4 separate regions of the Mus musculus genome follow, and regions 2, 3 and 4 are each linked to region 1. The links are chromatin contacts, called in public ChIA-PET and HiChIP or PLAC-seq maps. All regions are on one chromosome and are shown on one strand. The core of a region is the stretch at or near the end of the contact, and the rest is flanking DNA. Distances in the headings are between cores, read along the strand shown. Region 1 holds the start of Setmar (SET domain without mariner transposase fusion). Region 2 overlaps Itpr1 (inositol 1,4,5-trisphosphate receptor 1). Region 3 overlaps Itpr1 (inositol 1,4,5-trisphosphate receptor 1). Region 4 overlaps Itpr1 (inositol 1,4,5-trisphosphate receptor 1).

The links. ChIA-PET counts read pairs in DNA pulled down with a chosen protein or histone mark. HiChIP or PLAC-seq counts read pairs in DNA pulled down with a chosen protein or histone mark.
Region 2: a contact with region 1 is called in an RNA polymerase II ChIA-PET map of memory CD8 T cells, with 13 read pairs. The contact joins the enhancer-like site here to the promoter of Setmar in region 1. A contact is called at or near these places in 2 of 39 promoter capture datasets (the C10 cell line and embryonic stem cells), 4 of 115 datasets of contacts at active chromatin or transcription factors (embryonic stem cells and memory CD8 T cells) and 1 of 9 other capture datasets (embryonic stem cells).
Region 3: an RNA polymerase II ChIA-PET map of memory CD8 T cells shows a contact between it and region 1, with 46 read pairs. The contact joins the enhancer-like site here to the promoter of Setmar in region 1. A contact is called at or near these places in 2 of 39 promoter capture datasets (embryonic stem cells and pre-B cells) and 3 of 115 datasets of contacts at active chromatin or transcription factors (embryonic stem cells and memory CD8 T cells).
Region 4: a contact with region 1 is called in an HNF4G HiChIP or PLAC-seq map of pancreatic cancer cells. The contact joins the enhancer-like site here to the promoter of Setmar in region 1. A contact is called at or near these places in 1 of 39 promoter capture datasets (embryonic stem cells), 9 of 115 datasets of contacts at active chromatin or transcription factors (double positive thymocytes, embryonic midbrain, embryonic stem cells and 2 more) and 1 of 9 other capture datasets (embryonic stem cells).

What each region holds. Positions count from the first base shown.
Region 1 is chr6:108,061,197-108,067,499 of GRCm38.p6, reverse strand. Setmar (SET domain without mariner transposase fusion) reads right to left here and starts at 2,455. Exons shown (of 2, transcript NM_178391.4): 1 at 2,261-2,455. The coding sequence starts at 2,419.
Region 2 is chr6:108,464,781-108,471,082 of GRCm38.p6, reverse strand. It overlaps Itpr1 (inositol 1,4,5-trisphosphate receptor 1), which reads right to left. Exons shown (of 62, transcript NM_010585.5): 45 at 1-60. It overlaps Gm35165 (a long non-coding RNA gene), which reads left to right. Exons shown (of 5, transcript XR_869349.3): 2 at 2,574-2,738. Among named protein-coding and RNA genes, the nearest start is that of Gm35165, 4.7 kb to the left of the region's middle. Within about 2 kb of position 4,677, at least 72 of the 459 cell types and tissues checked have an H3K27ac peak or open chromatin away from gene starts, as enhancers often do. A contact at or near this core is called in memory CD8 T cells, where this site is marked.
Region 3 is chr6:108,550,129-108,555,805 of GRCm38.p6, reverse strand. It overlaps Itpr1 (inositol 1,4,5-trisphosphate receptor 1), which reads right to left. Exons shown (of 62, transcript NM_010585.5): 62 at 4,690-5,677. Among named protein-coding and RNA genes, the nearest start is that of Gm44040, 17 kb to the right of the region's middle. Within about 2 kb of position 2,540, at least 38 of the 459 cell types and tissues checked have an H3K27ac peak or open chromatin away from gene starts, as enhancers often do. A contact at or near this core is called in memory CD8 T cells, where this site is marked.
Region 4 is chr6:108,440,355-108,446,719 of GRCm38.p6, reverse strand. Itpr1 (inositol 1,4,5-trisphosphate receptor 1) reads right to left here. Exons shown (of 62, transcript NM_010585.5): 44 at 6,033-6,223. Among named protein-coding and RNA genes, the nearest start is that of Gm35165, 29 kb to the left of the region's middle. Within about 2 kb of position 1,964, at least 102 of the 459 cell types and tissues checked have an H3K27ac peak or open chromatin away from gene starts, as enhancers often do. A contact at or near this core is called in forebrain and pancreatic cancer cells, where this site is marked.

The DNA.
Region 1 (6,303 bases), core at 1,206-3,705:
CACTTGGCATACTTTTAGTTCTTAATGAGTATTTATTGGAGTTACTTAAGAATGGAGCAATATTTTTCTTTCATGTTAGATACTTCTAGCTTAAAAAAAAAGCAACTGGATGCTGTCTTCTTCAATCAAATGATGTCATCTTCTAGGCCTCGTCTAATACAGTGCCTGGTATATTATAGTCACTCGACTATTTGATGAATAAAGAAAAAAAATAGGTGGTCTTCGCAGACATCCTGGAATGTTTGATCTTGACCAAGCCTTAAGAGCTCATTGGTACATGGAGTATTATCTACTTGTGTTATTAATAAACTGTCAATGCAAATGCAGATGTGTGTTGCTGGCTATGAGTCATAGATGAGAGGGCGCTATTTCTCACATTGAAATCCTGCTTCACCTTTTGAAATCTGCTATAGAATGTATTATCCCATTTTCTGCTCATAAAATCCTAGAAGGAAGAAAGAGCAGCCCTAATTTGTTCTTATTCTGGATGGGGGAAAGCTATACAATTTTAAAGTTATTTTCACTTCGAAAACAACAAACTCTGTGGAGTAGGTAAGATGCTGAAGTCATACTCTTAAGTCTGACATCCGAGGGGGCACCCCTCTGCCAGCATCTTTGGTCTTTCCCTATTCCATAAGCAACTTAGGCCATGGTCTGAGGGGTTGAAGGGTGGAGTAGGGCTTTGAGGTAGCAGCCATTTATTGAGTTCCTACAGAGCACTAGGAACAGTAATTCCCAAGCAGCTGAGAAGAGGGTCTATGACTTAAACTCTAGGGCTTCTGAGGATCTGAAGAAGTTAATTTATGTGTGTCCAAGATCTCTCAGCATGGCGGAGACCTCAGCTAAGTTTGACTCCAGGGGCTGAGATTCATAACCAAGCCTTTCTTACATGTCAGATAGCCGAGACCAGACATGGAGATGGTTTTCTCTGATCCCTCAGTAAGTTCTGAGTACAAGCCAGACAGGGGGAAAAAGCTTTCTGAAAAGTCACGCCTCTGCCACACACATGTTAGGGAACTGCTATTTTACAGACAGTATAAGGTAAGAATCCTTGTTAAGGTCTTATTACAGGTTCAAAGAAAAATATTAAATTCTGTCCATTTAAGAACTTTTCTTTCAGACCAACAGCTTATTTCCCCCTCGAGAGAGAAAGAACATGAAATTGGGTAGATTGCGAGGTGGGCAAGGATCTGTGAGGATTTGGGGGAGGGAAAAAGGATGACAAACATATTGTATGGGATTCTCAAAGAGTAAATAATAGTAAGACGTCAAGAAGACTGCAGTTCCAGTAAACAACCTTGATGAAACTCATTGGCTCTCTGTCTCCTACACACACACACACACACACACACACACACACACACTCACCACAGCGAGATGAAAGATAAAAGGGGCACTAGCCAGGAAGGTGAAGGATTACTGGGAGAGGGTGAGGGACCAGAGAGGGTGGTGGTGCATATCATCAAAACACCTTCTGTGCATATGTGGAAAAATGTCATCACAAAACTCATTATTATGTATAATCAACATTTGCTAATGAACATTTTAAAAATGCCATAGTTAAACTAGATACCCCGTGTGCTAATAAAAAAAAAATAAAAATATCGGGGGTGGGGTGGGGTGTGTGTGTGTGTGTGGGGGGGAAGAAGCCTGTTGTTACAGCCAATTTGACAATTACTACCACGTGGGGGAGCTATGTGTCTCTCTTTCTTGGCTTCTAGGAAAGAGCTCTAGCGCCCCCGGGGGCAGTGAGTAGCCCTGGAATTCTGCTCTGCAGCGAAGTGTGAAACAATCCCCTTCCTACTCACCCCCCCCCCCCCCAGCTTCCTACTCCCCCCAGCTCTTTAGACCTGGCTCTACATGGGCATTGGCCTCAACTACTCAAGATATAAGCAGCTCTCTGGTTCCTTCCATGGAGGCTGTCCGCAGGCCTCTATCTCCGCCCCAACATGGAAGGGTGCAGGCTCCCCTTGGTGAGAATTAAGAGGAGTCTTGTAGTCAGCCCCTGTGGGGCTACAGGACATCCCTCCAACCCAGTCTAGAACAGCGCTGGCCCCGCCTGGGGAGAGAAGGGAAATAGACAGGCCCTTTAGCACCGCCCCTAAGATCGGTGAGCTGCTTTCTAGCTCCGCCCCCATATAAAGGGCACTGGCCCCGCCCCCGGGGGAAAGGGACAGCCCTCTAGCGCCGCCCTCTGGCTCCGCCCCCAAAGAAAAGGGCACCACCCCCAGCCCTTTCAGCCACTTAGCCCTGCCTCTACCTGGAAAGGTTTAGGCCTGGGCTCCGCCCCCAAAGGCCACAAGCTCACAGGCAAGTTCTCCAGGCCGCACGCTACATCTTGTTGTTCTGTCGGGGCTACAGATTCCTCCTCAGATGCTGCTATCTCGAGAGAAAGCTTCTCCACACCTTCCGCAGACATTTATGGTCTCGCTTCGACTACTCGCCTGACCATTTTGGGCCTCCGGGAGGATGCTGGGAGTTGTGGATTCTGCGGCCCTACTTCCTCATGGGAGTTGTAGTTTTCCGTCCCAACAGGCTGCAGGTGAGGGAGATACCTCCCTCAGCGTCGTTGGGGTGCTTTTCCTCTGGATCCCACTGTTTTAAACTAGATACATAGCTGATAATTTCAGAACCACAAAAGGTACAAAATTTGGAGAACTTGAAATGTTTTCGTTTTTTTCTGGGGAACCTTGTGAAGCCTGGTTGTTTGTTCAGCCTTTGAGGGTTTAGTAGGTGTTTGGAAATGTATCGTCTAAGCTGAGGGAGAAAATACAGTCCAGAGAATATAAAGATCTAGAACCCGCGGAGAAGTTGGGTGACTGGCACAGAATTTGTTTTTGATAAGGTCCTCTCCTTGTAAGCTCACCTTGTCCCATTATACAAAACAACAAAAACCTGTTTTGAGTAGAGTCACTCACTGATCACGCCAGAGTTTCTGTATCTGGTGGAAAATGTTAACATTGCCAAATCTCCCCATTTTGCTTGTCTTGCTTCTTTTTCTTATTCTCCCTCTATCCCCTCCTCCTCCTTCTTCTCCTCCTCCCCCTCCTTCTCCTCTTCCTCCTCCTCCTCTTCTTCTAATTTTCTATCTTCACTGCTTTCTGTGATAATAGGGTCCCACAGGGCATCCACTCTTGTTGACCAAAAGTTTGGAGGCTAAAGGGGGACACTGAAATAGATTGTCCTTATAAGAGATTCATTAGAAGATACATTGATGACACAGGCAAACAGACAGACAGGCAGACAAAGGGCCTTCACGGCAGAGCAGGCATTTCTTCTTAGAGGTTTCAGAGGAAGAAGGGAGTAGTTGATGAGTAGCTTGCAGGTAGGCTGTTCCTGAGTTATCTATGAAAGTCACCAAATTACTCTAGCTTCTGGAATTGTTACAGATCCATACAAACGGGGCAGCTTTACAAAATGCAGGATCTTAGGTTTTTCATCTTTGTGTTTTAGAGAAAAAAATTACAAATGTATGTGTGCATAAATAAATATATTCTATATACTTAGGTGTGTGTGTGTGTGTGTGTGTGTGTGTGTGTGTGTGTGTGTGTGTATTTAGCTAGATTTGTTTCAAGACAGGTTATTAGTATGAAACCCAGTGTGGTTTTGAACTCTCCATCCTCTTGATTATTAGGACTACTTGCATGAACCACTGCATCTAAATGTCTTAATTGGCTTTATTTTCAATTCTAGAAAAAGGACAACATTTCACCCTGTAAGGTAGAATAAGCATTCTGATTTTCTGAGCGTAGCATTGGTTGTATAGGAAGAGAAGAGATGGAAAAGCAGAAGCAATAAACAAAAGAAGAATGGTCCTTTCATAGTTACTCTATCCCTGTAAGGCATGGGCAGGAATACAGAACAGTAGGAAAATAAATCATTGCTTAGCACCAGAGTAATGTTTGTGTGCTAAGATTAAGGCAGAGGAATTTTATTATCCTGGGATATTTGTCTGTTATCTCTTTAGTTCTTTATTTCTGCAAAAGGTTACATAGACAGGTTAGTTTCAGCTTGGTGACAAGTGACTCTATCTTGATTTATCGTCTGTCATGGGGTTTTGTTGCAGCAATAGAAACATTAACTAGACAACCAGGATCCAGAAGTTATCATTATTTTGAGATAGGATCTTGATATTTTGCCAAGGCCTGTACTCGATGTGTAGGTTTAACGGATCCTCCTCCTTCAGCCTTTGGCATAGCCAGGTCAGGTGCATGACCTTCCCCTGCCAATATGGTTTCAGACATAAAGGACTAGGATGGCAGTCTCCAGCCCTTAGCTTCTTCTCTACTTCAGTTATGAATATAGGATGCTTTTACTTTCTGACTTATAGGATCCTTAAGCTTAAAATGACTAGAACTAATTGACTCCTCGACAAACTTTTATTGGTAATCTAACAGAGCATCCAAGCAGCAAGCAGAGAGCGTCCTTACCTCCCACCCATCCCCCCGGCCGGCATAATAAGGAGATAGTTGTGCTCAAGTCTTGGTTCTATCTTCATAGTAGTTTTCATTTTTATCACCTCTTACTTAGTTCTAGTTTTAAGCAGCAATAGAAATAATTAGAAACCTGTCTTCAAACTGTAGCAATGACAGTAAGAACAATTGGGGATATAGAGAATAGCATAGTTTAAAAAGATGACTTTAATAGACCAGGGAAGAAATGAGACCCTAGAATTTTATAATTAGGTTTTACATTGTAGCCATAACATGGTCATTGGAACACCCATCATGGGTTTTAGTTTTTTTTTTTTTTTTTTTTTTTTGTTGTTGTTGTTGTTGTTTTAGAGTCATCTAAGTGATCAGGATCAAAGTGCAATCTCTGGCCACACTTGACATCAGGCTCAAAGCAATTTATAGGACAAGTGCCATAGCCACTAACAGAGATGTCACATGTGCCCTTTCCTATGGGAGCAGGGCTTGAAGCTATACCTTCAGTAGGTCACAGAGTTGTCTGTGATCTTTTTCATCTTCTTAGAGGATGATTCAAATGTAGGACAAGGATTCTTGTTAATCTATTGAGATGTCTTTAAGACAGGAGGATAGTCTCCAAGTTTGAGGCTAACCTGGGCTACAATATAAAACCTAGTTATTAAAAAAAACGATAGCAACAAAAAGAAGATTAAAAAAGTAATATCAATTAGATAGAAAATCATGTCTTTTAGCAATTAAAATTTTATGTTATAATGTATGGCATGTGGGTCACAAAGAAAAATACAGCAAGCAATTAAAATGGTTTGAGAATTGTATTTTACAAAATCATGATGGTGTTTTTGTGCCCTTGTGGATATTAAATGTTTTCAGCAGAGTAAACCATCTTATCTATTGTCCCATTTTATCCTTTCAGTTTTGTATAATGAAATACATTACTTCTTTTGTTGATAAGACAACAAAAAACATAAAGATTAATTGCAGTTAGCAAATTAGCTATAATATTTGGGATTGAATACTAGATAGTGTGTGTAATAATGATATACTATGATATAAAGGTGAAGAGGTAAAAGGAAATTATTAATTTATTTAGCCTGTAGTATCACCAGAAAGCAATTGATTTCACTCATGGTAAAGATGAATGCATTTAGTATTAGGTGAATTCAAGCCTTAAGGCTCTGAGGATGGGTTTGACCTTGAAAAGCTGGGCTTGACCTTGAAAATCATGGCTTGAACTTACACTTACATATTTTTATTTTTCACTTCATGTTCTAGATGGTCAACATTTTCATACTATCTCAGACGTTATGATATACAAATAGAAGTTGTTTTTCTAAAGGTACTGTCAGTACTTCATGGGATCTTCTGGTCTAGTGTAAAGTGCAGAGCCAACCCATCTCCGCATAGATTTCAAAGCAAAGATGGGTGTTATTAAAGTTTGGTCCCTTTGTGTTAATTTAGTCCTAGCTATATAAAAATCCATTAAACATGTAAGCCCATATTTATGAGTGTTTATTAGACGATTTCAACAGATGCTGTGAGGAGAACCCTTACAGTTCAGGATTCTTGTCCAGAAAGAGCCTCAGCGTGTTTTCCACTCTGGTGACTTCCCAGGTTCTGTTCTGGTGTTTGTAAATGGCAAGGTTCATTACTGGCAGAAAGGCAATTCCCAAGAACAAGAGGCATGGGGATCTTATTAGGAAAACATTCATAGTCATGCTAGAAAAACTCACCACATACAAAGGCACACACATTCCTGAGCACATTTGGTTTGAAGTCACACGTACTCATACATTCCATGCTCACTTCCTCGACAGTCCTGATAGTTAAGACTAACTTGACTGAAGTGTCTCTCAAGACTTCTGTTCTTTTAGGA
Region 2 (6,302 bases), core at 3,428-5,927, 400 kb before region 1:
AAAAACCTTGAAGAACTTCTCTGATTTCTTATCTTCTGTCAGCCGGCAGAAAAACGAGTGCTGTCATGGAGAAGAGATTCTCAACACCATGAGACGGACACAATTAAGATCCCCAAATTAAATGGAGATCCTAGGCAGGTCATAAGCTTTGCAAATGGTCTACCATTCTGCTTATTAGTGCCTGGGAGTTTAAGGCCTGAACTTTTCAACATGGAGAACTTCAAAGAAACAGCTGAACTTGGGGCAGCACTCGCTCTGCCTTCCGTGCGGCTTAGCTAGGATGAAGCTCTCCTCTCACATCAATGGACAGCGCGCATGATAACTCCACAGATGACAAAAATGGAAAAATGGTTGTAGTGATTACTGCAATGAGGTTGTTTGTCTTCTCTATGCTCCTGTGCACATCCCTATGAACAGTGATTGGAAATATGCCGTCTGCTCCACAGGGCATGCTCATAGGTAAAGGTGACCTGTCCACAAGCCAGGCTGAGGTTCGAGAGCCAAAAGTGCTCAGGAAGGTGTGGATCATGTGACAGGAGCTTAGATGAGAGTGACAGTGGCGGAACAATATTAAATGCTTCAAGACAAAGGTATTTTTAAAAAAGGCCTTGCACCATAGGAAGGAGTGGGTAGATGATGTTCGGAATTACCAGGTAGCTTGCCTCTTGGATGTGCATTTGTTTTTTGGCCCCACTGCAAGCAATAGTGTATATTGTTGATGTGAAAACACAATATGGTGTCTCTACTTCATTTACGACTGTTCGCTTTCACCCCCTTGCAAGAACCACACTGTTGTGAGTTATTTACATAAAAATACAATACGGTCATTTCCAAAGGAATGAGACAAAGCTTCAGACACTATAATTCCTGCTCTCAGGAGATCTTTCTTTCAGTCTCCTACCTGATTCTGGCAAGATGGAAGTTCCTACAGGGATGCCCTAGGCTTCCAAAGCTGGAAAGAACTATAACCTCCTTGCCGATCTGCAGTGGCCCCTAATTCCTCTAGCTCTTATATGCGCATCTCCCAACTTAGTGACCCACCCCACAGAGCTGCTGCTTCCATCTGTGAACAGGCAGTTGCTGGTACCCTGGCTCTTCTGGCCACTGACAAACCCCTTTGACCAGCATCTGTCCAACAATCGCCTATGTTATATTTTCTTGCTCATGTCCTTTCTTCTAACTCATGGATTTTAACTTCTGGTCCTGACAACACAGGATCTGCTACTCCTTTGCAGACTCTCTGATTCTGACTTGCTCCCTGCAGTCACTCCTGAGAATCTAGGCCCATCTCTGTCTTCCTGACTGGGTGATCACTGAGTCCTGTAAGACCATGACTCTTCAACTAACCTTACATCTGGAGCACCCACCACTGCCCTTTACTGCCTTTCAGTTACTTTTCTCTTTTTTCCTACTCTATCCACTCACCCACTTGCTATTGTGCACCTGTCATGAGCTGGGCACATTGTCAAGTACGAGAGATGCAGGAAAGAACGAACACAGGGACCTGAATCCCCACTCACCATGAACTGACAGGGTGGTGAGAAAAAGACACGGTAATTCAGCACTCACCCTAATGATCACCTACTCACTCCTTCTTTTAACCCTAGGAAAAAAATCCGAGTCTTCTGGCAAACAGCTCTGTGGCAGCCACTCAATGCCGCCACTTGAATCTTTCCACAGCTAGACCCTCCTCATCTTTTTGTCTCCCCACTCAGGTTACTTTCTGCCTTAATGAAGGCATCCCGAAACAACGTCCAGGTCAACTGCTTCTTTTCAAATGGCCAGTCCTCTTCTCGCAATAGCAAGATGCTGTGAAATCTCACTGCAGTAATTACTGTGGAGCTGCTCATTGTCTTGTACAGAAGTGTAAGCTCTATGCAGGCCAGCAACTGTCATATGTTGTGACCAGGCTCGGCGTATAGCAGGCATTCCATAGCCATTTGACAGCAGATTGATAAGAAGCTAATGTTTTATATCTTCTTTTGACTACCCCCCTCAATGAGATCCTTCTTACATTCAGCAAACTTGATGAAAATAAATAAATTCTGGAGGAACTGCTTAAATATCAGAAACCAACATTTAACGGTTCCCCTCAAAGTCAACACATCCACAAATAAAATGAGCCCTGAGAGAATGGGGAACCAAACCGCAGAGCCTTAATTCCCCAAGGCCACAGAACAGCTTCTCTCACCCAGGGTCACAGGAGAGACTGCTTGATCAAAGGACATTGTGGGGTGGGGGTGGGGTTCACTTGACGGCAGACCCTCAGGGTAACCCATGCAATTGAAGTATTCAGGAGACAATCTGGTCATTTGAGAAAACAAAGTACCCCACTTAAGTAAATATATAAATAAATGGAGCTTGTCATCTGTCTCTCCCAACAGGGAGAGGTGGCACACAGCTAGCTAGCCTGCTGCAAACCACAGGGCTCACTCAGCTTTGGGGGTGGGGGGAAGGTAGCCCAGCTGATGTTAGCTGACACCTCCTGGGTAAGGGACGCTCTTCTGAAATGAGAGAAGGGCAGAGACTTCTGTCTATGTGTCTGCAACTGGCCACTCTTGTTTATTTTGCAGTATTTATACCTTGGTCAGCTCCTTGAGGACCTGGAGCAGGAGGTCCTTTAGGAAGAGAACAAGGAGGTAGTGAGTGCAGAAGATGGGAGAGCTGCGCCGTGTGTCCCCTCCCCCACTGCCACCCTTCATGGTTTGAGCTCTGCATTTTCTCATCAAAAGGAGAAGGTAATGGGGTGTCTCAAGGGAGGCTCTTCAGAGAGAAGGCACTGCAAGGCACAGGTCTCAGTCCCACTTCTCTGTACCCAAGTGAAAGAAAGGGCTGCCTCTGCACATGGAGTGCACAGCCCATGACCACTGCCAGGCTTTAGCTCCACCATCAAGGGTCACCACAGAAAACACATCTCTGGTGCCTTACTCTCCACACTGCAAAAGGAGTACAGTGTTAATACTTCCTGGTGAGTCTGAAGGCCCAGAGATGACTTAGAGTCACCCTCGTAGTAGGTCAACAGCACTGACTTCCTCACTAGGTGCCAGGAGGAAATCCTTTGTGCAGCATCTTAACCAAGTTCCTGCTGAGCGTTCATTCCCAGGACCCTAAAAGACATTACATGTTAAATCCTTAGCACACCCCGGACACTGCAACTAATTAGGAAGAAGGTCGCCTGGGTCCGGGACACACACATGCAGGTGTGGTGATTTAGGGGCATAATGGAGCACAGGCTCAGGTCTCAGAAGACCACATTAAACAAAGACAGCTGGAAGACATCCAGTCTCTGGAAGGAGGCCAGGCATCTCCCGTGAGGGTAGGACTGAGCATTGATGATGAATCGAGTAAAGAAGCCTTCAACAACACAACAAGGTGTGCCAAGTGGACAAGAAAGACATGGAGCCACACAGGGCTCTGGGACAACCTGCTGGAGTCTGCTAGAGCCATTCACTTGCCTCCTCCATGGTGAGATCTAGACATTAAGAGACTGGGCCCTTTCCCCTCTTCACAGGCCTATTCACATTCACCAAACTTCTTTCTGAGGTAACTAAGAAGAGAGAAGCAGTATGTTTTTTCACATCATGTGGGGCTGAAGATGAGGACAAACAGGTACACAGCCCCTATAGCCTCAGCACTACCTGGCCCTACGCCTGCTTTCTTCACTGAACCTATTTCGGTGAATTGTCTCTTCCCCCAGGCCAAGAGTTGTCACAGGGAGATTTTACTTTTTTTGACTCTTTTCCTCCGTACCACCCGTCTGGGTGTGAGCGAACCCTTCAATATAAAGCTAGCTCACGGTAAGAAACACAGATGGCAATAGAAATGTCAATGGCGGCAGTCTCCGTGGCTAATGATGGCAAGTACAGTTAAAAAGGGGGATAAGATAATGTTCTGGGGTGAAGGACCATCGTGATGAGAGCGGCAGTTGCATGGATGTCGTAAACAGTGGGTTTCTCAAATATGCGCGTGCTCATCCCTGGGTCCTGACAATGCGCACTGCACCTTACACCAGAAAGTAATGTAGCCGATGGGATGACTGCTAACTCTCCAACCTTTAACACTGACACAACTTTGGATCACCACAGGGGCCCGTTGATATCACAAGGTCCTTTTAACATGGAAGAAGGTAGCTAGGAGGTAGGAGAAGTCAGTTCCTTGCTGCTATGATTAAAGGAGGAGGCTGGGAGCTCAGGTAAGAAGAACCTGCGAATGGCCAGTAAGTGGAGGGACCCTGTAGCCTCCAGCTTGTGAACACAGCCTCCCTGGCACCTGGATTTTACTCTACAAAGATTCATGTTTAACTTGTTAGATACTTAAGTTGGTAACCCAAAGCATCTAGGTGTATGGTCATCTGTTATTGTAGCCATACAACAGGTATAAAAACATTAAAAAATCTAATCAAGTTCCACTCTTCAAATCTGCACATATTATAGAAGAGACAAGCCTGTTTGGGTTCCAGAATACTAGGGAACTTCGGTAACATACGTATGAGGCCACTTCTAGAACATCCCTGGTCACCCGAGGGAACTGGCATCTGCCTGCCCCTTACTGACCTGTCCTCACCCTTCTGTTATCTCCAAATCACGATGGATGCCAAAACCCTTTTAATACATACTGTCTCATCAGCACCTGAAGAGATCGCCAAGATAGATATCATTGTTCCTAAACCCAGCACATTGCACACAAGCGTGCTAGGGTCAGGGGAGGTCAGAGGCTTGTGGCAGTGCCACAGAAAACTCTTGCCCAACAGGAAGACAGCCTTGGTGGGCAGACATGAACAGAGGCTAGAAAAGTAGAGGAAACGGGGTTTGTTCAGGGGGCAGACGTTCACCAAGTTGAGACACGAGGTATGGCAGGTTTGCACATGACATGCTTGAGGGAAGGAAGTGGGGTCAGGGGTAGGGTGAGGAAGTGGCTGCCGGCCTCAGCCATCTCCAAGCAGTGGTGGAGGGTATGGGTAGGGGGTGGGGTGACGACAGCCATTATAAGCTAAGGTTCAAAACAGAACAAAGGAGAAGAGAAGCAAGATCATAGGCTACTTACTATAGCTGGAGCTGGGCGAAAGCAGCAGGATCCAGTGTCTTGCCCAGCATAATAACCCTCCCCAAATACGATTCGATACACAGACACCTTATATAAGAGAGACTTGGGCAGACGGGATCGCTTTGAGGTGGCATTAGAACCACACAAGCTCTTGGAACTAATTCACAGATTTACAAAATACCCTTTTAGCTACCCCGCTTCATGTTTTACAAATGAAGAAAGTGAGCTCACACAGGAAAAGGATTTTGTGAAGGGCACAAGAAGACCCCTCTCTCCTTACTGCTTGTGTTGGTTAGTTTGTCAACTTGACCCAAGCTAGAGTCACCTAAGAGGGAATCTCAGATGGGGTTGCCTAAGGGGAATCATTTTCTTGATTGATGATGGATATTAGAGGGCCCAGCCCACAGTGGGTAGTGCCATTCTGGGACATTGGTACTGGGGTGTATAAAAAACAAACAGATCAAGCCAATAAGGAACAGTCCATCATGACTTCCGCTTCAGTTTCTGCCACCAGGTTCCCTCCGTGATGGACTGTGACATGGAAGAGTAGGATGAAATAAACCTTTTCCTTTCTGAGTTGCCTTGTGTCATGGCATTCATCCCAACAATAGAAACAAAACTATGACATTGCTCAGTCCAGTTCTCCATGACCACAGCAGCTTGTGGTTAATTATAACCGGAGTCCTAGTTGATGATCCATCCTATTCTATAATCCTTGTTTTGTGGTCAGTTTTCCCATATTGGACTGAGTGTCATGGGTGCTGACGAACCTGTGAGATAGGTCTCAAATCAAAATAATACAACTACCTGCTAGTCCATCTTGGAAATGAATTGTTGCTTAATTAACCTGTTGGCCACCTGCTACCTCCACCCGAGAGAGACATTGCAAAGAAATGCAGCCCGGCTTATGCTATGACAAGAGGCGCCCTGAGGTTATGATCCAACAGAGAGAGGAAGCAACCTACAGAAAGTGGGAAGATAACTGTAGTGTGCCAGATATTTTTAAAAATTTTTAAGTATAAGAGGCAACAACCCTAAGTAAACCACGGGCCTGAGGTCTTGGGTAAAAATCATCACGGGAGACAGATACCTTTCCTGTAACCTGGATCCACAGCCAGGACAACGAGTGAGTGGCAGGCACAGACCTTCCTCATCTGAAATGAGGATCTGGAGCCCAGTAAGCAAAGGACAGGCAGGCTCTTGGACTCTGCTAGCATGGTGCTCCCTGGAAAATGAGCTGCCTGCTTGGACCTGCCCAG
Region 3 (5,677 bases), core at 1,291-3,790, 490 kb before region 1:
TAGCCTAGCCTACTTGTAGACCAGAGAGAGAGACCGTATGTAAAAAATTAAAATATCGGATGACATCCAAGGACAGAGGATATCCTCTGTTCTCCACATACACACATGAGCATGTGCACCTGTGTGGTGTGTATTCACACACACACAACAGCTACAACAACAAAAATCCCCAGATGGGTAGGTAAGGGAGGTGGAAGGTCAGGATCTGAGCTGGGGTGTGCCTAGCTCACTGTCTATGGTTGATGAAGGCGGGTGGTTGCCTTTGACTATCAGGCTCAGAGTTCCGCTCAGTTAAATCCAGGTCATCTTTTCCACGTGGATGTCTTCTTTGAAGAAGCTGAAAGGTGGGGGTTTTCTTTGTTTTGCTGTTGTCGAACAAGATGGTGGGCAAATATAAATGGCTGAGAACTCGTTATTTGAGTGGCCAGGAAGGAAGGGAGGGAACTCTCATTCTGTTGTCACAGGTTTCCTGTTCGTTGTTCTCTTCCCCTAGTATGGTGCCATTTTTCACACTGCCCTGTGTCACTGACACTGAAGGAAGGAGCACCATAGCCACATCACGGGTGGAGTAAGAGGGAGATGGGACAGGAAACAGAATAGGAATCGGATTTAGGGTCTAGAGTGGGAAGGTTCACTGAGGGAGTGTAAGCAAATTTCTTAGGCTCCTTGAAACTGTTAAGGGAAGTTCTGGGTCTCCACAGTTACATGCAATATGGCACAGACTTTACATTTAAATGTTAAGTGAAAGACAGTGAAACTGTGGATGAGTCAGATGCAAGAGGAACTGTTTCATTAGCAGGGTTGGGAGGTTCATAAGCTAAGGAAATCCATGATCCCAGACGTTAAATAGCTTCAGATATTTAAAAAAAAAACACCTCAGATTTTAAATTCACCAGTGATCACAAATATAAGAGCGATTATCCGGAAGTTGGGAACTGTGTGACTAAGTTTTTTTTTTTTTTTTAATGAATTATTCAGTTCAAACTGATAGTTACAACATAGTTAAAATAAAAATGACTGGATGTGACCCAAACATGTCATGTGAAGACATAAAGATTTAAGATCCACAGCAACAACAGCAGAGCGATTTAGTAGGAACAGAAAGTAGCTTGGTTGTGCAATAGTTAGCTGAGATTGTGGGTAGGTGTGAGAAGAAAATGTCAGGCACAAGGAATGGGCAATATGGATGGAGCATACCAAGCAGGCCCCTGGTGTCCGCATAGCATCTCTGCGCTCATTACCACCTGTGGGAGGAAGTGGAAAGAGCGCTCTACTCTTAGAATGGGGAGAATTAAAAATTGAAATGACTAACTCTCTCAGAGTCAAAACATGTAGGTGGTTGAGCTAGCACAAAGATTCTCATTGTCAAGGGCCCTGTCTTTTTATTCTACCCTGTGGCCTGTGGAGGCCAGACAATCCTTTAGCCTCTGAACCAATGGTTCTCAACCTGTGGGTTATGACCTCTTTGGGGGGTTGAACAACCTTTTCTCAGGGGTCACCTGAGACCTTATGATTCACAACAGCAACAAAATTACAGTTATGAAGTAGCAATGAAAGTAAATTTATGGTTGGGGTCACCACACCATGGGGAATGGTATTAATGGGTGGAAGCACCAGGAAGGTTGAGAACCACTACCAGCCTTGTGTGTCCCAGGTATCTTACCCAGTGACAACACCAAATCTTCCAGACAGCTTCCACAGAAGGCTTCTGGAGAGACTTCTGAGATCCTGTAAGTGACATATATGTTAAAAAGGCATGAAGTGCCTTCAAGCTATTCAGCAGTGAGGACCTTACATTCCTGGATTGTGCACTTGTGTGTACTGTATTGTATTGTTCCATTGAAATGGGCCCGGCCTCTCTCTCTCTCTCTCTCTCTCTCTCTCTCTCTCTCTCTCTCTCTCTCTCTCTCTCTCTCTCTCTCTCTCTCTCTCTCTCTCTCTCTCTGAGGTGATCACAAAAGTGCTGGCGAATTCTTTCCACCAGTGGTTCCTGCACACAACACGCACTCATGTTGTGGGACTCTTTTTGTTGTTGTTCAGAATTCACCTTAGGGGTTTTCTCAAACTCTGCCTTCTTGCTCTCTGGTGGTTTTTAGCTTTCTTTTTTCTTTCCAGGCTGGGTAGATGATGCAGTTTCACTTCTAGGTGTTAGGATTCTCTTCCACACTGGCTTGTCACGACCTTAAAAGGATTTTAGGTTGCCTGCTTGCTATTTTTTCCTCAAGTCATACCTCCAGTAATGTAGAGACTCGTAAAAGAATTCAGAAGTCCAGCATTAAGGCAGTCCATCCTATAGTGTGAGCTGTGACATATACAATCCACTGTTGTTTTCTAAATTGTCCATGTTGGTAGGTTTGGTGTGTTGAGCTGGTTGTTTCTGAATTGGTGTTGGGATGCTATACTTGACTTCTATTGCTAAGGGTGGAAAGGTATTTGTTATGATCCTAATTGTCTTAATTATAATTGCCGTCATAGCTCTCTCCTGTCAGGTAATTGAGGTCTGATAGTCATTCTTAGCTAAAGCCACCCACAAAAACCACACACAGTGCGTTTTACTCAAAACAGTACTTTAACCACCACTTTGTGATGCAAAATCAGTGGAATTTTGGGTACTTTCTGTAAAATCGAAATCTTTATGGGGGTTTTCCAACATCCCAGTTGATTGTTAACAAGTGATCAGTGAACTAGAGTTAAGTGGATTTGGCTAAACACTTGACTTCTGGGACAGCAATGAGTACAGTCATTGGAAGGGAGCTCCCTTGATTGAGTTGAGATTGGCTCACCTTTTGAAAGATGTGGCTAAGTAAAAGGTATTGTACAAGATCTCTCGGTGTGGAAGGCAGATCTGTTAGGAGTGTACCTGTTGCTTATCTCTGCCACAGGGTTTTCAGTCTTGATACAGTATTCACACTTAGTGCTTTCTAGCTTATAGAGTCTCTTATGAAAGAGGTTTGAAAAAGAATGACTGATCGGTGGGTAGAATTTCCTATGCAGGGACAGAGTGAGAAGGAGATGACTACTAAAGTAGGCTAGCCCTGTGCTGAAAGGCAGGCAGCACCTGACTTGGGAAGAGCTAGCTCTGTCTTGCAGAAGTCAGGAGGTGTCTGTTTATGTTGGAGCCAGCACTCAGGAAGTTACTCTCCCTGTTGAAGGCTCCAGGGCTCATCTTTTAAGGCTCATTACTGTTCTTTGGTTTGGTGGACTGAGCATGTAGTCCTTTAAGGAGGACAAAAAAACCAACCCTCCAACCCACCAACCAAAAACCAACCCACCAACAAACCAAACCCACCAACCTACCAAAAACCAACCCACCAAAAACCAACCCACCAACAAATCCCATCCACCAATCCACCAACAAACCAAACCCCCAAACAAAACTTGATCTGCTATGGTGGCAAACATTTAAGCAACTAAAGCCACAAAGGCTTTCTTCTTGCACATGGACACTGCATTGTCATACCTAATGCTTAGCCTGGAAATGCTACTTCCTCATGGGGGATGGTGGAGGGTAATTTTGAAGGTGACCTGGATCTCAACCCTTGAAACAGAGGTGTAGGAAAAGGTGGTGTGTGGAGGAGGCAGTGGAATCAAGGCCCTCTCAGAGGCCCTGAGAGAGTTACCTGCAGATTCTGTTTTAGCTACACTGTACCAGCTTTGGTGTTGACGCCCACATTCCCAAGGTAGGACCTGCAGCGAGTAAGGCGGAGTGACATTCCAGTTTCAATTATTTTCTGCTGAAGCTGGCAAACTGAATGAAGATTTATATCTTTGGTGACAGGATTCAAATGAGACACGACAAACCTGTAAAAGCTGCCACCTAAACATGTCAATGCAGAAGTTTCCAGTGAACCAGCTAGGACGTGGGGAGACACAACGTACACTGCCAGCCATGCCGTGCTGGAGAGCTTGAGAGATCAAAGACGAAGCCCAGGGCAAAGAGCAGGTCCTTGCTGGCCGCACAGTATTATGGGATTGAGTACAGGAGCCATGTTGGTTTTAGACAAAAAGCCACGTGTCTCTCGTAGGCTTACCTTATGGTGGAAAATTTTAAACTGACTGGAAAATTGACTTACGTTACCCAATTTATGTAGTAAAGTGTAAGTTATGAAACTACCCATTGAGATGGAATTTAATCCTGACCCAGTTCTCTGAGCTGGGTGAGAATTAGTCCCATTTACCAAAGCACAGTCAATAGGCGTCAAAAGAGCAGCCGGAGCCAGCCATGCTTCAGGAAGGACCACATTTTCTCTATTTGGATGGAAGAATGAGCCTAGTACAAGACAAACATCATAAATGCTCTGTGATAGGAGCCTGATCACCGGGGAGTGGGACCAACAAATCCAATGATTAGTGATCCTTCCTTTCATGGGGAAAATGCCAAGTTAAAGGTGCCCACACTAAACAGAGCATTCTGGACCGTGTCATGCCAAGTGCCTTTGACATCCTGGTGCCACTCAGTCACTGAGGAGAATTCTGTATGAAGTTCCCTCTGTTATTTGTTTGACTGATTTCTCTTGAGATATAAACAATTGTTTATTTTCTAAAATCAGGTTAGCATTTCCTGATTTAATCTGGCAACCAAATGAGTTTTTAGCTATAGTTTTACTCAGTCCCAATGGGGAGAAAAGTCTAACACTGGAATCGTTCTCAAGCCACAAGGAAATGACAAATGAAAGCCACCAGCCAGTCACTGCATAGGATTCTGCATCGTTTATTAAATATTTTTAGGTATGCATTTACAAACTTGACTTGCTTCGGAACTCTGCATACGGTTCAGTTTTTAAACTTTTGTGCAGAGACGGTCTAGTAAAGCGAGACCCAGGTACAAAACAAGGCGACAGAGAGAAAACACTTCCTGTGATACTTTGCACCCATCCAGAAAAGAAATCATGTGACAAAGAAATAAAACCCAAACGTGGCTCTTTCAGAAGAACGCCATTGTCAGTGTTCAGCTACGTACCCTAGGGGCAGCTATGCATCCTAAGGGGACAGCTCCTACTTTGTCGTATATGAATGTATATATGTATATACGCATAATAACTTCTTACCTACTGCATCATGGTTCAGAGGAAGAAAATCTAGAAACCATCAGCTAACTCATTTGACTATAACGTGACATCAAAATTCACCCGGGAGATGACACTGACTGGTCAGCAATATGCTGTTATTCCAAACGTCATGTAAAAAGTTCCCTTTAAAAAATTAATTCATCAACTCCTTTCAAGCTAAAGTGTGAGCCTCTAACATGGCTCTCTTAAAGAAACACTTTAAATGATTAATTTTGAAGCTTAAAATTATCCTTGAAACTAAAGTTGCTTTTCTCAAAATGAATGCTGTTTGAATGGTTCACAGACCTGGAGTTATCACTAGGATACAGGGGCACTAATGCCATTAGCAACGAGAAACAGCATCACCATAGGATAATTACAAGGTACAAAATTGCCCAGGGGCCAGAAACTCGCTATTAATATAATTTTGGCAGCAGCAGCAGCATTTGATATTTAACCATTTATTACACGAGTATCAACAAATCAGCTTCAAAGATGTGTACTCCCTTAGGACACTCAGGAGTTACAAAGTTATGGTGATTGCATAATTTGTATTGCACAGTTTTATAAAAAACATAAATACTGGCTATTCTAGTTTTAAATACAAAATACATGTCATATACTTTTAA
Region 4 (6,365 bases), core at 715-3,214, 380 kb before region 1:
AGGATTCAATGCCCTATTCTGGACTCCTACTGTACCTATGGACAGGTTAAACATGGACGGGCCCATACACAGATTCATAAAATTACACACATAATTAAAAATGAAAATAAATCGTAGTGGGGGAAAATAATGGACAGCTTCAACTTCTATTGCTTCGAGCACTTCTCAAAGAACCCAGCCACCATGTTATAGAAAGAAGCGCCCCACATACCGAAAACCAGTACCCTCCAGCTCAAGCTGAGAACCAACCCTCACAGCCAAACAAGTGGCCATGCTGACGACTCTAGTCCCAACTTCCTGATGAATTCAGCCCCAGTCAAGACCACATGGGGTGAAAGTGTCACTTCGCTGAGCTTCAGCCCACAGAAGCATGTGACTGCTATCAAGTGACTCCTGGGATCTGAAGAGGTTACTCCGTGATAGACAGTAAAGATGGACAGCATGGGAAGTTTAACTGTAGCTCCGACCCATCACTTCCTTGAGTGTGTTTCATCTTACAGCACAGAGTTCACGTGTACACACCTCACAGGGGAGCTGCCAGTCTCAGATGAGACACTGAATGAAAGGGAATCCTGCAGAGGAAGCCTCGGAAGCCAAGCTGGATGCTAGCTGGCTGTGGCCCTTTCACTAGGCCTATCTTTTTCACTTCTCCTAATTTTTACAATTGACACATGCTACCAAACTGTCTCTTTGGGTATTCAGTTGGATAGATTTTTCACACACATATAAAGTTGTGTGACTGCCAGGAAAGGAAGACACACAACACCCCTATGCCCCCAAATACTCCCCTGTGCTCCTACACTTGACCAAATCCTCCTGTGACCCCTGACCCTGTGGGCCGATCTGGTCTTCATCACCATTTGTCTTTCCAAAGAACCAGATAGATACAATTTAGAGTGTGTTGCTGTCTGTACACTCACTGACTTCTTTCATTCAGCCTAGTGTGTGTGAGATGGACCTAGCTACTGACTGCTTACCGGCTTAGCATACTTTCATTGCCGAGTACCTGCTACACGGGTGTCATCCTATGGCTCACTTGTCCAATCATTACTATTTTTTAATAATTATTTTCATGACTTCAGAAATGGACTCCCCATGGAAATAACTAAACAGCTAATATGACTTCAAACAAACAAAAGTCTTGCTTTAAAGCTGCGAGGGTTCAGAAGTCCCTGTCTGCTCGCTGACACAACAGACAGGGCAACGTGAACTGAAAGACAGATTTTGAACCCCACACAATACAGGACTTGAAAGCTGCTTTCCTTTTGATATAAAGACAGTGAACGAATCAGAGTAGGTCGATGGCACTCTAAACACAAGCCTAAAACACAGCCCTGCCTGTATCTCTCTGCTGTCCTTCTGACAACCTGCACTGGCAAGAACAAAGCAGGAAACCCATCTGGCCACAGCACGCTGTCCTTCATGAGAACGTGCACGTCATACAGAACAGGAAGTGGTAATGGGCAGTGAGTTCCAGTTAGGATGACCCTGTCTTTCATGGATCACAGCGTTTATTTCAGCAATCATTAATAACCACCACTTCGGTTCTAACTGAGGGCAGACTTGCCTCCCAGCTGGTCATTTACTACTTTAAACCGGCTTCTCGCCAGCAAGACCAAACTCTGAGTCACCTTCCCTGGGTCTTTAGGGTTCCTGTCCTCAGCTGGTCCCAGACACAACCCTAGCTCTAAATTATTTCCTCCAGAGAAAAGAAGCTTGGGGCAAAGCAGGAATCTCTCAAGGCAACTCCATGCTAGAAGAACAGTCCCTGGAACCATAGGCCTGATACCATGTAGTGGGTCAGACTGGGGTCCTGGTCGTCTCAGAAAGGGGTGAGGCAGAGGGAGCATAAGCTAGAACCTGAAGGCTATGTCCACGCATACTGGCTAAAGCCTACAGCTTATCCACACCCGATCCAGTTACTCATTGGTGTCCTGGTTCCCTGGAGAGGGAGAGAAAGAAAGTGCTTCTATCAGGAGTGGCTGACCAGACCTCATTGCAGCATCTCATCTTCCGACAAAGCACATGAGTCATGAGTGTGTGAAAACACGGAGCTAATATTCATAATTCCTGAATAAGATAAAGAGCTGCAAGGAAAAACAGCTTCTGTCTGCCTCTCCATCACTGTCAGGACGGATGCTCTGAGAAACAGGGCGTCTTGCCAGAACCCCAGATTCCACCTCAGCAGTGAGCCAGTCTCATCCCTGTGAGCCACCCCACGCTTCCTTATTCCCTCACCCGTGGTGGCTCAGAGCATCTATTCATTCCTGGGACAGAAAGCCTCCAGAGACAGCAGGGACGTCTGCCCTCCTCTCAGCTGGACTCAGTTTGCCAGCTCAGTCTCAGGGTCCAGACTTGGCCCCAGCAGAGGGTGTCAGTTTCACCCACTGCAGTCTATCCCTCTTCTCTCTTGCATCAGGGTCCCAACAAGGTCTAGGCTCGTTCTCTCTCTCTCTCTCTCTCTCTCTCTCTCTCTCTCTCTCTCTCTCTCTCCCTCCCTCTCTCTCTCTCTCTCCCTCCCTCCCTCCCTCTCTCCCTCCCCCCCTCCTTTATCACTTGTTAAAACACACCTCGAGCTCAGTGTGTAACCATGTACACAATCACATAACTGTCACCTACACAAAGATAAAGAAGGTTTTTCTAGCATGCAGTTGGCTCCCCTGTGCCCCCTATAGATCCTTTCCTTAGCTAGTATTGTTGTTCTCGGAGTCATCAGAAGGTGGGGCTTACTACCTCATCCCCATATCATTGCTATATAACCTTTTCAAGAAATAAATTTCATTGTGTATACCTAAGGTATGCAACATGATATTGTGACGCATGTATAGACAGGACAAAACTTACTACAGTGAAGCCAATCCACCCATACTCCACATACATTTATTTTTGTTTCCATGGCAACAGCAGAAAAAATAGCTGTTTTAATAGCTCTCATACAACCTGCAGTTTCATTACCTGTATCAATCCTCGAGCTGTGCATTGTTAACACTACAGATTTGCTACTTAGCACATTTGTATCTTTTTATTTTCCTCCTCAGTGAGGAGGACGGAACCCAGGCCCTTGTGCACATGAGTTAAGAGCTATATTACTAGCGCCTGTTTTTAGTGAGGCCGGGGCTCATGGCCTTTAAACTTGCTATGGTGGAGCGGTTTACACTGAATGCTCCCTCCTCCTTCATCTACTTCCCATGGACTGGGGTTACCCCAAATTGGTTTTTTGTTGTTCTTGTTTTTGAAACAGTGTCTCTGTCTATATTTAGCTCTAACCATCCTAGAACTCACTGTGTAGATCAGGGAGGCCTTGATCTCATAGAAATCTGTCTGCCTCTGCCTTCCAAGTGCTGGTATTAAAGGTGTGTACCATAACGCCCAGCCAGTAGATTAACTGTGAATTACTGACTGTCTCTTACGTACCCTCTGATGACAGAGTTAGAGCCCTAAATGATAGTTTTGAGTCTCCTTAGTGTGGTACATTGCTTCTCATTTAAATCTCAATTCTCATCCGGGCTCTCTATGCTCTCTTACACAGTGCTCTTCAGTCTCGCGGACCCGATCCTGTTCACATTCCTCTGGGCCTTGTTAACCAATCTTCCCATGTTGGGGGCCTCATGTTTAGTTTTTAACCTTGTAATCCTATGCCCACTCCTTGAAAGCACAGGTCACCAGAAAACTCTTCACAAACTCTTATCTCCTTATACTGATCTGTCTATCTGTCTGACTGTCTGTCTGACTATTATCTAGAGATATCTCCTCATTACCTTTGTCAACAAGTGGTTTCCCCAGCCCAACCCCTTTTCACTGGGAAGCCATAGACTCTGTTCTTACATGTAGCTTCTTGTCCTTGCTAGACATTCAAGTTTTTTCTTTTTTTGAAAACAACCTCAGAAATTCTTAGATTTCTTCAATTAGTAAAGCTTTTATAAAACACACACACACACACACACACACACACGAGGAGGTGGCTGGGCATGTGGATCAGCTGGTAGAACATCTGCCTGACCAAGTGGATATTTAGATCAACTGATCTGACCACAGGCGATCTAAGACCACTGCTACCATGGCAACACAGGGACCTGACACTGTGCATATAGCACTAGCAGGAAGTGTACCCCAACAAGGGCAAGGGCCCATGAATCCAGCCATTCTCACACCCAGATAAAACTTAACAGCAGTCTCAATATATCATGACTCACGAACTCATGTGTGCATGTGACTACTCAGACAAGCAATAGACTTTGCCACTGGCACGGGTGAGTAACTCATTGCCACAAATCTCTGTGCATAATAAACTTTGAAGTGTGTGTTGGGTCAAGTAGGGATTGGAGGGCAGAAAGAAGGGCCCCTGCAGTGGGTTATGCAAGGGACAGGGTTCCAGGCTGGAAGAGTGAGCAGAGGCTAAAGTCTAACCCATCCTGTGTTTGCTAAGTCAGTGTCTTGGCCCAGAACACATCTATCCTTAGAGAGAAACAACCTTTTCTGATATAGGAAGATACTCTAAGAGTATATGTTCTGAATTTAAATGTAAAGCCAAGAAAGTATCAGGTCGAATATAGACAGAGGGGAAAAACCTTTTATTATATGAATTAACCTGAACAAAGTTTGGATCAAAATGAGTGTGAGTCTGTGTTCATAGGTACATAGTTCCAAAAAAGGCCTCATTCAGTACGCTCACAATGAAAGAAAGACTCAGGCAGAATGGGATGTTAAAAATGGTTAAAGGGCTTAAAACTAAGGAGGCCGAGGCAGGAGGATCATCAGGAGTCTGGTCTACACAGTGAATTCCAGGTAAGCCTACTACATGGAGAGACCTATCTCATAAACACACAATTTTTAAAATAAAAACAATCATTTTAAATGCCATTTCTAGTCTAGCATAATATCATAATTGTGCCTGTAATCCTGCTGCTAGGAAAGATGAGGGCAAAGAACTATCTGAATCCAGGAATCAGGGTCAGCCTGCACCACCCAGGAAGATCCTAACTTAAAGGACAGAAAAATGAAAGAAAAAGCCACTCGTATGTAAAAGTTGTACCACACACATATACGCACACACACATTTGGGCTCCTTTAAATGAACTCTGTGGAGCTAGAAAGAAGAGGGTTTTGTTGTTGTTGTTTATTTCTTTCTTTCTTTGTTTTTTAAACACAGGATCCAGGTTTAGATCCTGAAACTGAAAAATGGTGGCTTACAAGAGTAATTCCAGTTCAAGGGATCTGATGCCCTCTTCTGGCCTCTGTTGGTACCTGCATGCATATTATGTATATAAACTCACACAGGCACATAATGCACATAAAGGAAGCAAATCTCTCTCTCTTTTTTTAATGGTCCATTCAAGGACATTTGCCCAAATTAATATTGTTTAAATATTATTTTAATAACACATATACACATTTTGTTTGTTTGTTTGTTTGCTTGTTTCGAGACAGGGTTTCTCTGTATAGCCCTGGCTGTCCTGGAACTCATTTTGTAGACCAGACTGGCCTCGAACTCAGAAATCTGCCTGCCTCTGCCTCCCGAGTGCTGGGATTAAAGGCATATGCCACCACGCCTGGCAACATATTAATATTTTAAATATCATTTAAAGATGTACAGTCAACAGAAACGTCATTTATCTATCTTTGACTAACCTAGCCTAAGTCTCTTTTCCCTATTAGTCATTTGTTTCATTGAACTTTCAGTTTAAAGGTAGAGTTTATAGTTAACCGTAGTTACAGAGCCTACGGACAGGAAAACATTTTACATCTTCTAAACAACACAAGTCTGAACACTTTTCTGCTTGTCTAATGACAAGAGCTTCTATATTCCTGAATAAAGACCATAAACAAACCTTTAATCATCCATCCATTTGATACATGTTACAGCATACCTACACTGCAGTTCAAACAGACCGTATACTTTGGAACTATATTTGAAAAGACAGAATAGTCACAGCATGAGAAAAATGAGGTCTCCCTCCTGAGACCAAGGCTCAGCCTGGGGACTTGGCCCTCAGAACTAGGGTACGGCACCAGCTGTCTCATCAGCATCCTACCTGGATGGTGGTGTTGCCTCCTTCCAGAAGTGCGATGGCCAGCAGAATGCTTTCATGGAATACTCGGTCACTGGATGCATTCATTATGAGATCGATGACCAGGTTGGAGGCCCCCTCCTTGTCGAGGTGACACTGAACCTCAGCCAGGCTCATCTCACCCCTGCTTGTGGAACTAGATCCAGGACCTCCCCCTGGAAAGGCAGAATATTACTCTTATTAAGACATTGAAAGCTATGAGAGATTTGCATTTTCACTAAGTGCCAACCTTTAATGCTCTAAATAGTAGGTGTCTGTCTCAGGACACCTAAATTTACAAGTGGCAAACATGGTACT